Regions from separate parts of the Podarcis muralis genome. Here region 2 is linked to region 1. A link is a contact called in public Hi-C data. All regions are on one chromosome and are shown on one strand. The core of a region is the stretch at or near the end of the contact, and the rest is flanking DNA. Distances in the headings are between cores, read along the strand shown. Region 1 holds the start of UHRF1 (ubiquitin like with PHD and ring finger domains 1). Region 2 holds the start of DPP9 (dipeptidyl peptidase 9).

Region 1 (6,660 bases), core at 3,231-5,730:
CACCGTCCCGACGTCACCTTCCTGCCCGCTGTCAGATCGCGGCTCCGGAGATATATTTGTTTTAAATGTCGCAATGGTTTTGCGGCTCCCAGTTATTGTTTTTTCTTCGGAAACGGGTCCAAGTGGCTCTTTTTGTCTTAAAGGTTGCAGACCCCTGCACTACACCAAACAGCCCTTTCCTGCTGTTTCCCCCCCCCCATCCATTGCATGGGGTTGGACTAGATGACCCTTAGTGTCCCTTCCAGCTCTAAAATTCTTTGAATACTCATATTCCTTTCAAAGCCACCCTCAGCCTGGGGGTATTCAATGTGTTGTATTCAATTATGCCCTACTCAGAACAGACCCACCAAAAGAAAATAAAGCTAAGTTAACTCCAATGGGTAAGAGCTAGGGGTGAACCAATGGAGGAGAAAACTGAACAATATTATAATTTTAGAATACTTAACTGTGAAGATACATAGAATGAAAGCGTTTAAGGTCAGTAAGAAAGAGGAGGATTGGTTTGAGAAGATATTGAATGATTTGAGTAGGTTTGAACAAATTGAGGCAATTAAAATGTTAAAAATCAACCTTGTGGAAGGAGGAGTGTTAAGGTATATAGAATTGTACATATGGTTGATTTGAATATGTTATTATGGATACCCAATGTATCAGCCGCCTGGGGGGTTTCACTGTTTGTGTTTTGGTGGTTGCTAAAAAATTATATATAAGTTAACTCCAATGGCTTCTAGTCAGAGTAGGACTGACTCCCACCCCTTAGTTCAGACATAGGCAAACTCCAGCCCTCCAGATGCTTGGGACTACAATTCCCATCATCCCTAGCTAACAGGACCAGTGGTCAGGGATGATGGGAATTGTAGTCTCAAACATCTGGAGGGCCAGAGTTTGCTTATGCCTGCCTTAGTTCAAACCATGCTCTAAGGAGCCTTGTATCAACACAAGGGGCACATTCCCTCTGGGAAAGCCTACTGCATGCAAGTGGCGGACGGGGGCTAAAGAGGGCAGAGCGCCACAGATGTGAGCCTTGTTTTGTACAGCAGAGAGCCCAAAAAGGCAAGTGGTTTGCACAAACACACCCCTATGTCTCCCAATCGCGACAAGAAAAAAGGCATGATTGGAGCTCAAGAGCACATCCCAGCCGGACAAAAGGACATGGAACTGCCTGGAAAAGGATTATGACTTGGGAAGCATTCCAAGGGCCAGAAACGGGGGCATAGAGGGCTGGCATTCAACTCCCTGGGTTCTTGGCCCTAACTCAAAGGCAGGCATAGGCAAACTCGGCCCTCCAGATGTTTTGGGACTACAACTCCCATCATCCCTAGGCTAACAGGACCAGTGGTCAGGGATGATGGTGAAGGGCCTCAGAAATAGAAATTCCAGCATGCTGTTATCAAAGCCAGTGTTACAAGACCGGCAAGGCCATAAGCAGGGAGACAAACAAAGCAACTGTTATGAGACAGGGAAGGCCGTAGCAGGCAGACAAACCAAGAATGAGTAAATTAAGAAGTGTTAACCTTCAAAAGGAGAAACATGGAATGTTAGAGCCTGATTGGATAAGAAGGTAAAGTCTCACTCTCTGTTTTTTTGTATAGTCTATAAAAAGTGGGCGCACCCTGACTGGGGTGCGCAGATTGCGGGCTTATCGCTCTGTACCTTTGTTCTGCATATGCATTTCAAATAAATCCTGTCGAAACCTGCAAGGTTGGTTGCCACTTCGTGTGAATCTGTGCTCCGGGGAACCAATAGCAGATATGGAACAGGTCCATCAATGGGAGTTGCAGTCCCAAAACATCTGGAGGGCCGAGTTTGCCTATGCCTGCCCAAAGGGTTTCCCTAACACAGAAGCCAGAAGCAAGGAGGACAGGAGATACAGCTGCCTTGGCAGGCATTTGTGCAACTGGAGCTCGACGGCGCATTTTTGGCCCAACACCACACACACACATCCCCGAAACCTTTGTCTAATGCAGTCCACGAAAGCCTCTCTCTCAACAGCAGCGCAATCCTGCACATGCCTATGCAAGAGAAAACCCCCAGTGAGTTAAATGGGGCAAGCCACATTGAAAGGGACCACAGGAAAAGACAGACCATTGGGCCTATCTAACTCAGTGCTGTCTACACTAACCGGCAGAAGCGCTCCAGGATTGTCCAGCTCTGCTGTGAGATGCTGAGGGCGGAACTTGGGACCTGAACCTGGAACCTTATGTACGCAAAGCTTATTTTAACCTTTGATTCCTCCTTTTTAAATTCATTATAGCTGATTTTCTCAGCCGCACTGTATTTATTTTCATTTCCTGGAGACATTCTTCATATGGAATTGATTCTTAGTGCAACTACTCTCCCCATTTGGCCAAAGATATAATATATTAAAAAAAGACGAGCCGCATCCAGCCGGGAACCCATAGAAGCAAATGGACGTAAGTTAGGCAAGTTCATCAACTTCTCAATATGCGATCCTTTGACCGCCTAAGCAGAAGGAAATCCCGTTGAATTCAATGGCCCTTACTAACCAATAGGTGTATGCACCCGTTTTCTTAGGAACAAGTCCCATTGAACTCAATGAAATGTACTTCTCAAAAACTTAAAAATTTCAAGGGGGAGCAAGACTGACTGTTGTGCAACAATCACACGCCCGGAAGCTGTTTGTTTCTGCTAAAACAGGCTCCCCCAACCTCAGCCCTCCAGATGTTTTGAAACTACAATTCCCATCATCCCTGACCACTGGTCCTGCTAGCTAGGGATCATGGGAGTTGTAGTCTAAAAAACATCTGGAGGGCCGAGGCTGAAGAAGCCTGTGCTAAATCTGAGGTGGAGCAAAGCAAACCTTGACCCTGTCAATTTCAGTGGGATTTCTAGCAACTTTAGCCACTCAAGGGTGGATCCATTCATGGGCGTGGCCAGGATCTATTTGGGAGCAGGGGGAGGGAGGGCAAAACCGAGTTATCTGCCACACAATTGGTCAGTGAGTTCTTTTTATTTATTTACTTTATTTAAGGGGGCAGCTGCCCCGCTACCCATGGATCCATTGAAAACAATGGGTCTACTCTCAGTGTGGCTAACATTGGCCATTAAAGGTAAAGGGACCCCTGACCATTAGGTCCAGTCGTGGCCGACTCTGGGGTTGCGGCGCTCATCTCGCTTTATTGGCCGAGGGAGCCGGTGTTTGTCCGCAGACAGTTTTCTGGGAACCAGAGCAGCGCACGGAAACACCGTTTACCTTCCCGCTGGAGCGGTACCTATTTATCTACTTGCACTTTTGACGTGCTTTCAAACTGCTAGGTGGGCAGGAGCAGGGACTGAGAAACGGGAGCTCACCCCATTGTGGGGATTCGAACCACCGACCTTCTGATTGGCAAGCTCTAGGCTCTGTGGTTTAACCCACAGCGCCACCCGTGTCCCTTGACATTGGCCATTACCCCACATGAATAATACTACTGATGCTATGCTATGCTACTTGGGAGCAAACCCCAGTAAACCTAATTGGGACGTCCTTTCCCACCCGAAGGCATGGCCAAACTTGGCCCTCCAGCTGTTTGAGGACTACTATTCCCATCATCCCTGACCACTGGTCCTTTTAGCTAGGGATGATGGGAGTTGTAGTCCCCAAACAGCTGGAGGGCCAAGTTTGGCCATGCCTGCATGCAGAGGCTTTCGCTCTGCACCATGCCACAGGGATGACGTGGAAGTCCATGTACAGGTCTATAAGTGTTTTTCCCCCCTTCCCATTCATTGCAATGAATGCTCCTACTCCAGGGTATGTTTCATGAATGCGTGTGGCCGTTTTAAAAAAATGTGTGGTCATCCACCCACCGCTGCAGCCCTTGCCCTGCAACGATCTGGGAGTTAAGTCCATCTGGCTTAATTGAGTAGACTTGGAAGGGCAGAATATAGACTCTGCTTAAACAACGAACAGTATATTAGCAGTATATTAAGGTTAACAGAAAATTGCAACTTATTTTCCCGCTATTTGGATATGCACCCTTACTTTGAGGGTTGGGGGGGGAGAGGAATTGAAGTACCCCCACCCCGCTGGCAGCCGACCCACCCCGCAAACCTCTCCTGCAATGCTAGACAACACTTACCTGGGGGCAGATCGCCTTGAGATCCACCACACTCTCCACTTCTGAAATACAATTGCTTTGCGGATTTCTGTCTTAAAAAGGACACTCACCTGGTTTGCTTGTCTTTTTTTTAAAAAAATAAAACTTCTCTCTCTTTCTCTCGGCTCTGCTTCTTTGCAAATCCGAAGACGGGGAAAGCGCGCCTTTTTTCCTTCCTCCGATGGAAAAATTAATTTAAAAAAAGTAAAACTGTATTACTCAATCCCAAATGCTTCCGTTTGATCCAGGTGTAGATCTCACGTGGCAATATTATGCATATTATATTATATATATTTTATACGTATATATATATATGTGAGTGTCTATAAAAAAGCTGGGAGCGAAAGGTCCCCCGCAACTGGCGCAGCCCGCGCAAAATTCTCCTTTTTTACGCCTCCAGTCTTTAGAGTTTGGCGGGGAAAGTTGCTGTGGGCCGTTCTGAGCCTCCTGATTGGTCGGCGGTGGCGGGAACTGGGAGGAAGTGGGCGTGGCTTCATCCCGGCTCACTTGCCATTCCGGCTTGCCGCTCGGAGGGTTGAGTGCGCATGCGCGACGAATAATAGCTCAGACATCGACTGATCAAGAGATGGCTTAAAACGTTCAGCTTGACTCGGTCACCCCAGCTCTGGAAGCTGTTTTGCTTTCGCCTCATGAGGTTGCAAACCCTCTACTCACTTACCTGGGCGTAAGCAGTGTTCAGTTCAATGGCAGTTACTTTTGAGTAGGGATGTGCAAAAGTTCATTTAGTTTGCATTTAACCATGAATTTATCAAATTTGCGTTTTCTGGAACTGTGAAAACACCACCCATTTAAAGCAGAAGTCTTCTCCCAAATAATATTTGGAATTGTATTATTAAGTGTGCTGGGAATTGGACCCCTGACCATTTGGTCCAGTCGTGGCCGACTCTGGGGTTGCGGGGCTCATCTCGCTTTATTGGCCAAGGGAGCCGGCGTACAGCTTCCGGGTCATGTGGCCAGCAGGACTAAGCCGCTTCTGGCGAACCAGAGCAGCGCACGGAAACACCATTTACCTTCCCGCCAGAGTGGTACCTATTTATCTACTTGCACTTTGACGTGCTTTCGAACTGCTAGGTTGGCAGGAGCAGGGACCGAGCAACGGGAGCTCACCCCGTTACGGGGATTCGAACCGCCGACCTTCTGATCGGCAAGTCCTAGGCTCTGTGGTTTAACCCACAGCGCCACCTGCGTCTTACCTGGTTGCTTTTGATCAGTCCTTTAGGTCAACTTTCCTCACTTTTCTTTTTTCATTAAAAGCTGAAACACACACACACACACACACACAGCCCTAACAGAGATGAACTGGTGGGGAAACCATAAAAAAATACAAAATAGTGTGTGTCATTTTAACAGGTGAATTTCTTCAAATTTCTTCAATGAGGGGTCTTAAAAAATATGATTTTGGGTGTGAAGAATTCAAATCTGCTGCTGTTTTTGTGACTGAACAATGTTTAGCTTGGTAAGTCTACATTTGATGAAGAAGCACATAAACTGTTTCCGGGAAACCAAATAATTTTAATTTTACCCTGTGAAAATGTCAGGCAATGCTAAATAATAATATGTAACTGCAGCTACTTGGCAATCATTTTTAATTATTTCTGTGCAATTTTACCCACAGTTTACTTACCAGGCAAAACTAAATTACTGTATATTAATTTAACCAAAGTTCCCAAGTCATGTTACAACTTTTTGGCACCCCTCATTTTTTGGAATTTGAAAGCTGAAAAATTCAGTGCACCCTAATACAACCACAATGGGAAAATATTTCTAAATATCTTGTTTTGTCTAGCATGCCAGCAAAGTTTTAAAGTTTTAAAATGTTCTGCTTTATGTCAAACCTATAGACTTCAGAGTGCCTTGCTACACCCTAATTAAGCATGCTGACTTGCTCAAAATGGCTAAATCCCATCATTTAATTTGCATAGAGGCCTTTTGGTCTTCCAGTATTATCCTTCCAATGTTATCTTGACTACCATAATCATATCAAAGAGTGAAACTGCTGAAAGAGTCAAACATATCCCAATTGTATTCATTCAGGATCTTGAAGAGAGGCAAAGGCATTACTGAAAGTCTTAAATCTATTATTATTATTAAATTTACTCAGCAATGTTGATTGTTATCAGCACAATTGCTGATATGAGGAGTCACTGTGCTAATTTTGTAAAAGTTCAAGCCCTAATTTAATTGTCGTGGACTGTGCTTTTTGCATTCATTGCCAATTAGCATTCTTATCTCCCCCTTCATTCCTGGCAGTTTGTTAACTTTTCATGCATCTGGTGAAACTTTTCATGCATCTTGGGTCCTCTAGCCTGCAAAAGCTTGCATCAGAACACATTTACTTCTTATAACAAAGGCCAGTGTAAAATTAAGTGTTAAAAGCCTGCGCACATCACTACAGGGGTTAATATAATCATCTCAGCAATAACCACCATTTGTCAAATATTTAATTATCACTGATAAATAACAAGTCTCTTAGAAGGCACTGTGAGGCTCTTTGATTTTCTTTGTTGCCACACTGGAAATACTGGAACAATTTGTTGAGCAA
Region 2 (7,173 bases), core at 594-3,093, 140 kb after region 1:
TTAAATGGATTTATTTAATTTCTGGGTTTTTGTTATTATTTCGCTTTAGAATTATGAGTTCCCCAGCATAGCTGATTAAAATTAAATGCATTTATTGAATTTCTGGGATTATTATTTTTTTAAATGTTTCACTTTAGAATTATGAGTCCCCCAGCTTAGCTGATTAAAATTAAACGCATTTAATTTCTGAGATTTTTATTTTTATATTTATTTTTTAAGCAGGGCAGCCACCTCTTTCCAGAAGCTACCATGACGCAGCTCAGCTGGTCATTAGATGAACTTGTTCCTTTGGAATCTGCAACCTAAAGTGTCTTATTTCCTCCTCCCTCCCACTCCACCTTTCCTTTTGTGTCTTTTTTTGAGTTTGCACACCTGTTTTTTTAGCAATATTATTTGAAAACCTCAAATAAACTCAGGCTGATAGTTTGCATTTTTTTTTTCCTTTTACAAAACTGAATAAAACTAATTGTATGGCAATCTGGTTTTTATTTCCTTTATTTCTTTTTTTAAAAAAATATTCCCCCCTCCTTGAACATGTATAATCATATATACTGTATAAATATAATTTGCCCATAAATTAGGAGGGGGAATTAATGAATGAACACATGTAAAGGATGATAAATCATTACCAGGTAAGTAAGTGAGAAACTTTGTTTAAGTTATGAATTGTAGCCTTCGGTCTTACTTGTAAAGGAACTGTTTAAATAATTGCAAGTTACTGTTTAAATAATTGCAAGTTACATAAGAATGAAAAGAGGGCGAGGGAAAATATTGCGTTGGCCGGGAATCGAACCCGGGTCAACTGCTTGGAAGGCAGCTATGCTAACCACTATACCACCAACGCTGCAGATGCGCTGCTCTCCATTTTCTTAGCCTATGAAACACCGATCTTGGACTGTACCATCCGACAATTTAAATAGGTGAGAGAACGATTGTTTCAAAAATAATTCCTAACCGCGTATGTGAAACTGCCTGCCTTCCGAAAAGAATGTTAGGCCGCCTTCTTTCGCTGACCCCTACTCCCTCGATGGAATTGATCCTCCCCCCACTCCGTTTCAGAAAACGGTGTCCGTCCGAACGTGGAAAATCCAACCCCCCCACTATGCAAAAGTGGTCACTACCCGTTCCCATAGCAACGGCTCCCTCCCCTTTTTAATGCTAATGGTTCCTTCCAAACCGTTTTTAACAATTACGTAAGAGACCGTTTAATTTGTGCTCTTTATTTTAAATTTATGTCCATTTATACAATGTATATATGAACACTTTCATGTATATACCAAAATATATGTGCAGATTTAAATGATTTTTTATTTTGCAAACGTTTATTCCATTTTGTTATGTATTCTTATTATTTCCATAAAAACATTAGATATAATTAAAGAGATAGGCATGGGTTGTTGGATTTTCTTTTCCAAAAAAATTATAAGATTTTATTCATGTTTTCATCCCCCAAATCTCCCCCCGTGCTCCTATCGAATGGTTCCGCCCAGTTCGCCGTCATCCAAATCCTTTAATAAAATTTTTTTCCTCACGAACATTCCTCCCCACCCCTCCATAATTTCCCAGGATGGTCTCTCCCAACCGTCAGAGGCAACCTCCCGTTTCATGCTCTATGGTTCCTTCCGCGTTCGCAAGAGGCCCCGCCCTCCTTCCGCTTACTCTCGCGAGAATAACCGAGCCTTGGACGACGACGAGGGCAGCGGGGCAAGAAGTCAGTTCGAGACCCCGCCCCCTTTCCCGCACTCGCTATCTCGAGATCTCGTTCGGGTCCCGTCCCCCCCCCCGCTTAACTATCGCGAGAGTTGGGCGACGGCGAAAGAGCGGGCTTCCGCTTCCGGGCGAAAGGTCGCGGCGGGAGGCTCGCGGAGGCCGGCGGTGTCCCTCCCCCCCTCCCCCGGAGCTCCGGCGTCTCCAGGAAAGGAAATGGAGCGGGAGTGAAGCCTCCGCGGAACCCAACCCTCCCCTACCCCCCCTCACCCCGCAGCGGAGGAAGCCCGGCCTGGGGGAGGCCGAGGAGCCACGGAGTGAGTGAGCAGCCGGCTGGCGGGCGGGCGGGGCCTCTGAGGGGACGGAGGGGAGGGGCCGAAGGGAAGAGGCCCCGCCCCTTTCCTAGGAGGGGGTGCGGGGGGTCCAGACCACGCTCCGAATAGGCTTTCCTGTGGCCACGCCCTCAGCTCGGTGGCCACGCCCCCTGGAGAGAAGGTCCTGGAGACCCCACCCCTCTTAGGCCACGCCTCCCTTGCGCGAGGCCACGCCTTGGCACCTGAGAGTTAAAACAGGCAGGGGTTTTTGGCCACGCCCTCTCGGAAGGGGGCTGCTGGCCACGCCCTCTCCCACTTGGGGGGGGGGTTTCTCTTCGGACCACACCCCAAATAAGGTTCCCTTGTGCCAGGCTGAATGCCCATGCTGCTGGATGGAGGGAACGCCCTTGCTGTGGATCATCCATGGGAGGGGGTTTGGGTCTTGCCTCCTTGGAGGGGTAGGAAGAAAGGGGGCTGCTGGCCCCCATGCCTTCCCCATCAGAGCCCCTTTTGGAAGGGGGGCTTCTTGAGGCCTGCTCCCTCCCATCCCAGCTTCAGAACTTGGGGGACCCCCATCCCTATAGAATAAAGAGTTTGGGATTGTTTGCCTCCATGGGGTGGGGGGGTAGTTTTGTATGGTGAGTTTCAGTGGCCTGGGTTCTTAAAGGCATCTAAACGGCCTCGGTCCAGTATACCTGAAGAAGCGTCTCCACCTCCATCGTTCTGCCTGGACACTGAGGTCCAGCTCTGAGGGCCTTCTGGTGGTTCCCTCATTGCAAGAAGCAAAGCTACAGGGAACCAGGCAGAGGGCCTTCTTGGTGGTGGCATCCGCCCTGTGGAATGCCCTCCCACCAGATGTCAAAGAGACAAACAACTACAGTGGTACCTCGGGTTACATATGCTTCAGGTTACAGACTCCACTAACCCAGAAATAGTGCTTCAGGTTAAGAACTTTGCTTCAGGATGAGAACAGGAATCGTGCTGCGGCGGCAGCGGGAGACCCCATTAGCTAAAGTGGTGCTTCAGGTTAAGAACAGTTTCAGGTTAAGAACAGACCTCCGGAACGAATTAAGTACTTAACCTGAGGTACCACTGTACCTGACATTCAGAAGACATCTGATGGGAGCCCTGTTCAGCGAAGTTTTTAATGTGTGACATCTTAGTGTATTTTTGGTCTTTGTGGAAGCCGCCCAGAGTGGCTGGGGAAACCCAGCCAGATGGGCAGGGTACAAATAATAAATTATTATTATTATTATTATTATTATTATTATTATCATCATCATCATCTGGTTAGTCACTGTGAGGACAGAATGCTGGACTAGAAGGGACACTGGCCTCATCCAACAGGTTTTCCTTGTGTTACTATGACTTAACCTGACGTAGTGTAGGAAGCCTGTGCCTCCTTGGATTCTGTGGGCTATTCTGGCTGGATCAGAATACCACCAGATATTTAAGATCAAACAAGGTGGTATGATAATAAGAAAGCTTCCACATCTATCTGGTGCAGTTGCACCAAAATGAGTCTGCAGGTGATATTCTGCCTCCTCTGTCGGAGCCAGTTTGTCTCTGTACAGTGGTACCTCGCAAGACGAATGCCTCGCAAGACAAAAAACTCGCTAGACGAAAGGTTTTTTGTTTTCTGAGCTGCTTCGCAAGACGATTTTCCCTATGGGCTTGCTTCGCAAGACGGAAACGTCTTGCAAGTTTGTTTCCTTTTTCTTAACACCGTTAATACGGTTGCGACTTGACTTCGAGGAGCAACTCATAGAACGCGGTGTGGTAGCCTTTTTTGAGGTTTTTAAAGACTTTGGTGATTTTTGAAGCTTTTCCAAAACTTTCCCGACACCGTGCTTCGCAAGGCAAAAAAAATCGCAAGACGACAAAACTCGCGGAAGAATTAATTTCGTCTTGCGAGGAACCACTGTATATCGGCTGCTGGGAATCACAAGTTGGGAGAGCTGTTGTTGTGCTAAAGTCCTGCATGCTGGGCTCCCGTGAGGGCATCTGGTCAGCCACAGTGAGAGTAGGAGAGTAGACTAGATGGGCCCTGCCTTGGCCGGATTCAGCAGCCAGGCTCTTGTTACCAGTGTTAGAAACTGGTATGTGAGCTTATGGCCAAATAGCACCTTAAACCTAGGTTACGGTTGCCACAGCAGAATGGCTAAACTCCATTTCCCCCCAATGGAGGGAGGAATTATTTGTATTATTAATTTCATTTATAGACAGTCATACCTCGGATTACAGCCGCTTCAGGTTGCGTTTTTTTGGGTTATGGACCCCCGAAACCCGGAAGTACCAGAACGGGTTACTTCTGGGTTTCGTCGGTCACACATGTGCAGAAGCGCTAAATCGCACTTTGCGCATGCGCAGAAGCACCAAATTGCAACCCGCATGTGCGCAAACGCGGGTTGTGAACGCTGCGGGTTGCGAACGTGCACCCCGCATGGATCACATTCGAAACCTGCAGCCTCCACTGTACTGTTTTGTATTTTAATGTGTTGCAAACCACTTTTGAGATTTTTTTCCTTTAAAACACCAAATAAAACAAATTCAAGCATCAAGCAAAATATTTCTGATCCTTCCCTAAGTGACATTTGGCTTTTCCCATATTTATTTACCTGCTTAATTTATAGTGCTGCCCCCTAGAAGGAGGACTCCAGGAAGCTAGTGTGGTGTAGCAGGTTAGAGTGTTGGACTAGGACCTGGGAGATCAGGGTTCAAATCCCCACTCAGTCAGGAATCTCACTGACTGATCTTGGAGTCAGTCACAGCCTCTTAACCTACCTCACAGGGGTGTTGTGCGGATTAACTGAGATGGGTGTGAACCATGGACTCCTTGGAGAAAAAGGTGGGAGATAAATGCAATAAATAAGCTTTTCTGCTGATCTGCTTAAGGAAGCTGGAGGAGCCAACCAGATGGAGATGTCAGTCGCCAGCCTGGGCATCCAGAGATCTCCACATGGTTGCGATCCGACCTTCCCCGGTTGCAAAACACACCTGGCACCTGGGGAACTTCCAACATGCCTTGTTACATTCTTCTGAGCTTGGCCCAGTTGCTGCTTCTCAGCCTAACTTATCTCACAGGGTTATTTTGAGGATAAAGTTGGGGAGAACAACCATGTAGGATGGAGTCAGGGGTTTGGAGGAAGGGTGGAATAAAAATGTAAGCATCACTTTCTCCAAGATTTTTCTGGCCTCTTGTTTGTGGTTCTCTGGAACTGCAGGAGCTGAAAAGCTCCACCTTTCATGGTAAAACTCTGTTCCCCGCTCTTACCTGTTTCTGGGAAATGTGTTAAGGGGGACTTTAGAGTTCTTTTCCTGAGACATGGATCCTCCGTAAGCAGCAGTAATGAAACAAGGGAGATGGGGCTTTGTCTTTGCCACTAGGATAACTAAGAATACAAGTATTGCTATAATATTATTGTATTGTATTAGGATCATTGGCGATGACTGATTGAGCAAGGGCTCATAAAAAATCATAGTCTATATGTTAATATGTCTTTTATATGTTGTAGGTGCTTTGTTTTGTAATAAGAATATAATGTTTTAAGAAACATACCAATTTAGAAGGGGTCCCAGGAGTAAAGGCTTGTAAGCTTTGATTTCGTCCAAATAATTCTAAGACTCCTCTTGGAAACTGGGATTAAACTCTGGTTTCTCTTTGGGGGTGGAATGTGGATATTAGACACTTTCATTCACGGCTGTGGACTTGAGAACGAGGCTTTCCACAGAATTCTATCTTGAATGTCAGCCCCATTCCTGACATTGCTGCAACCTTCATTCTTCCTCCCTTTTTCAAGTTTCCCCATATCCTTAGTAAAGGTTGAATGTTAAAAGGGGAGAATTTGGGGAAATGAATGTACCTCACTTTGAAGGCAGAAGGTCCAAGTATGACACACACCCCCCCAGTTTATCCAGGTAGGTCTAGGACAGGCTTCCTCAACCTCGGCCCTCCAGATGTTTTTTGGCCTACAACTCCCATGATCCCTAGCTAGCAGCACCAGTGGTCAGGGATGCTGGGAATTGTAGTCTCAAAACATCTGGAGGGCCGAGGCTGAGGAAGCCTGGTCTAGGAAGAGCTCTGTCTGAAGCTGCAGTCAGAGATCTAAATTGATTGATGGGCTGACTCAGTATAAGTCAGCTTTCACCCGATGTTCCTGGCGATGTCTCTGGCGCCGTGCCATTGTACAACTCATTGCACAAGCGATACAGAAGAGGCCACACAACTGGTGGTACCCTTTATTCTTCTTCTGTGCTGAGGATCCTAAGGGGGTCTTTAGATTCCCTCCGTAAAAGTGAAAGTGGGGCATCCAAAGTAAGGGACGCGGGTGGTGCTGTGGGTTAAACCACAGAGCCTAGGACTTGCTGATCAGAAGGTTGGCAGTTCGAATCCCCGCGACGGGGTGAGCTCCCGTTGCTCGGTCCCTGCTCCTGCCCACCTAGCAGTTCGAAAGCATGTCAAAGTGCAAGTAGATAAATAGGTATCGCTCCAGCGGGAAGGTAAACGGTGTTTCCGTGCGCTGCTCTGGTTCGCCAGAAGCGGCTTAGTCATGCTGGCCACATGACCCGGAAGCTGTACACCGGCTCCCTCGGCCAATAAAGTGAGATGAGCGCCACAACCCCAGAGTCGGCCACGACTGGGCCTAATGGTCAGGGGTCCCTTTAGCTTTACATCCAAAGCACATGACTTCCCCCAAAGAATCCTGGGAAATGTAGTTCCCACTTCCCAGAGCTATAATTCCCACAACTTTTAACAGCCTACTGTTCCCAGGATTCTCGGGGGAAAGTCACGAGCTCTAAAAGCAAAGAGTTTCAAAGACTGCAACATTGCAGCTGGGGGGTTTTGTGGTTTGGCAAAAGGTCTCTCTATGCTTCACCCCCAAAACATGTGTGTATCTCTGCCAGTTTACTTCAGAGTGATCACATGCCCTCTGTTTCTTTCTGCCCTCTAGTTTCTTACTTCGTCCAAGGCTCGCTTAGCAGTTGATGCAGAAAGTCAAGAGGGCTCGGCTGGAAAACGAAAGTGCAGGAAGTTGGAGAAGGTAACTTTCTGAAGTTGACTCGAGTAGCTTTTGGAGGAGCAGGAAGCGTTGGGGACTCAGGAGGTTAAAAACAAGGGGTTTGTTTTCTGAATGGCAACTCCTATCAGATT

Evidence for each region. A called contact is a pair of places that touch in the nucleus more often than the background predicts.
Region 2: a Hi-C map of tail shows a contact between it and region 1, with 2.9 times the contacts expected there. The contact joins the promoter of DPP9 here to the promoter of UHRF1 in region 1. A contact is called at or near these places in 2 of 3 Hi-C or Micro-C datasets (blood and tail).

What each region holds. Positions count from the first base shown.
Region 1 is chr18:6,869,821-6,876,480 of rPodMur119.hap1.1, forward strand. UHRF1 (ubiquitin like with PHD and ring finger domains 1) reads right to left here and starts at 4,481. Exons shown (of 17, transcript XM_028713412.2): 1 at 4,169-4,481.
Region 2 is chr18:7,015,249-7,022,421 of rPodMur119.hap1.1, forward strand. DPP9 (dipeptidyl peptidase 9) reads left to right here and starts at 1,844. Exons shown (of 22, transcript XM_077922004.1): 1 at 1,844-2,024; 2 at 6,974-7,063. The coding sequence starts at 7,008. It overlaps TRNAG-UCC (transfer RNA glycine (anticodon UCC)), which reads right to left and starts at 844; the gene lies at 773-844.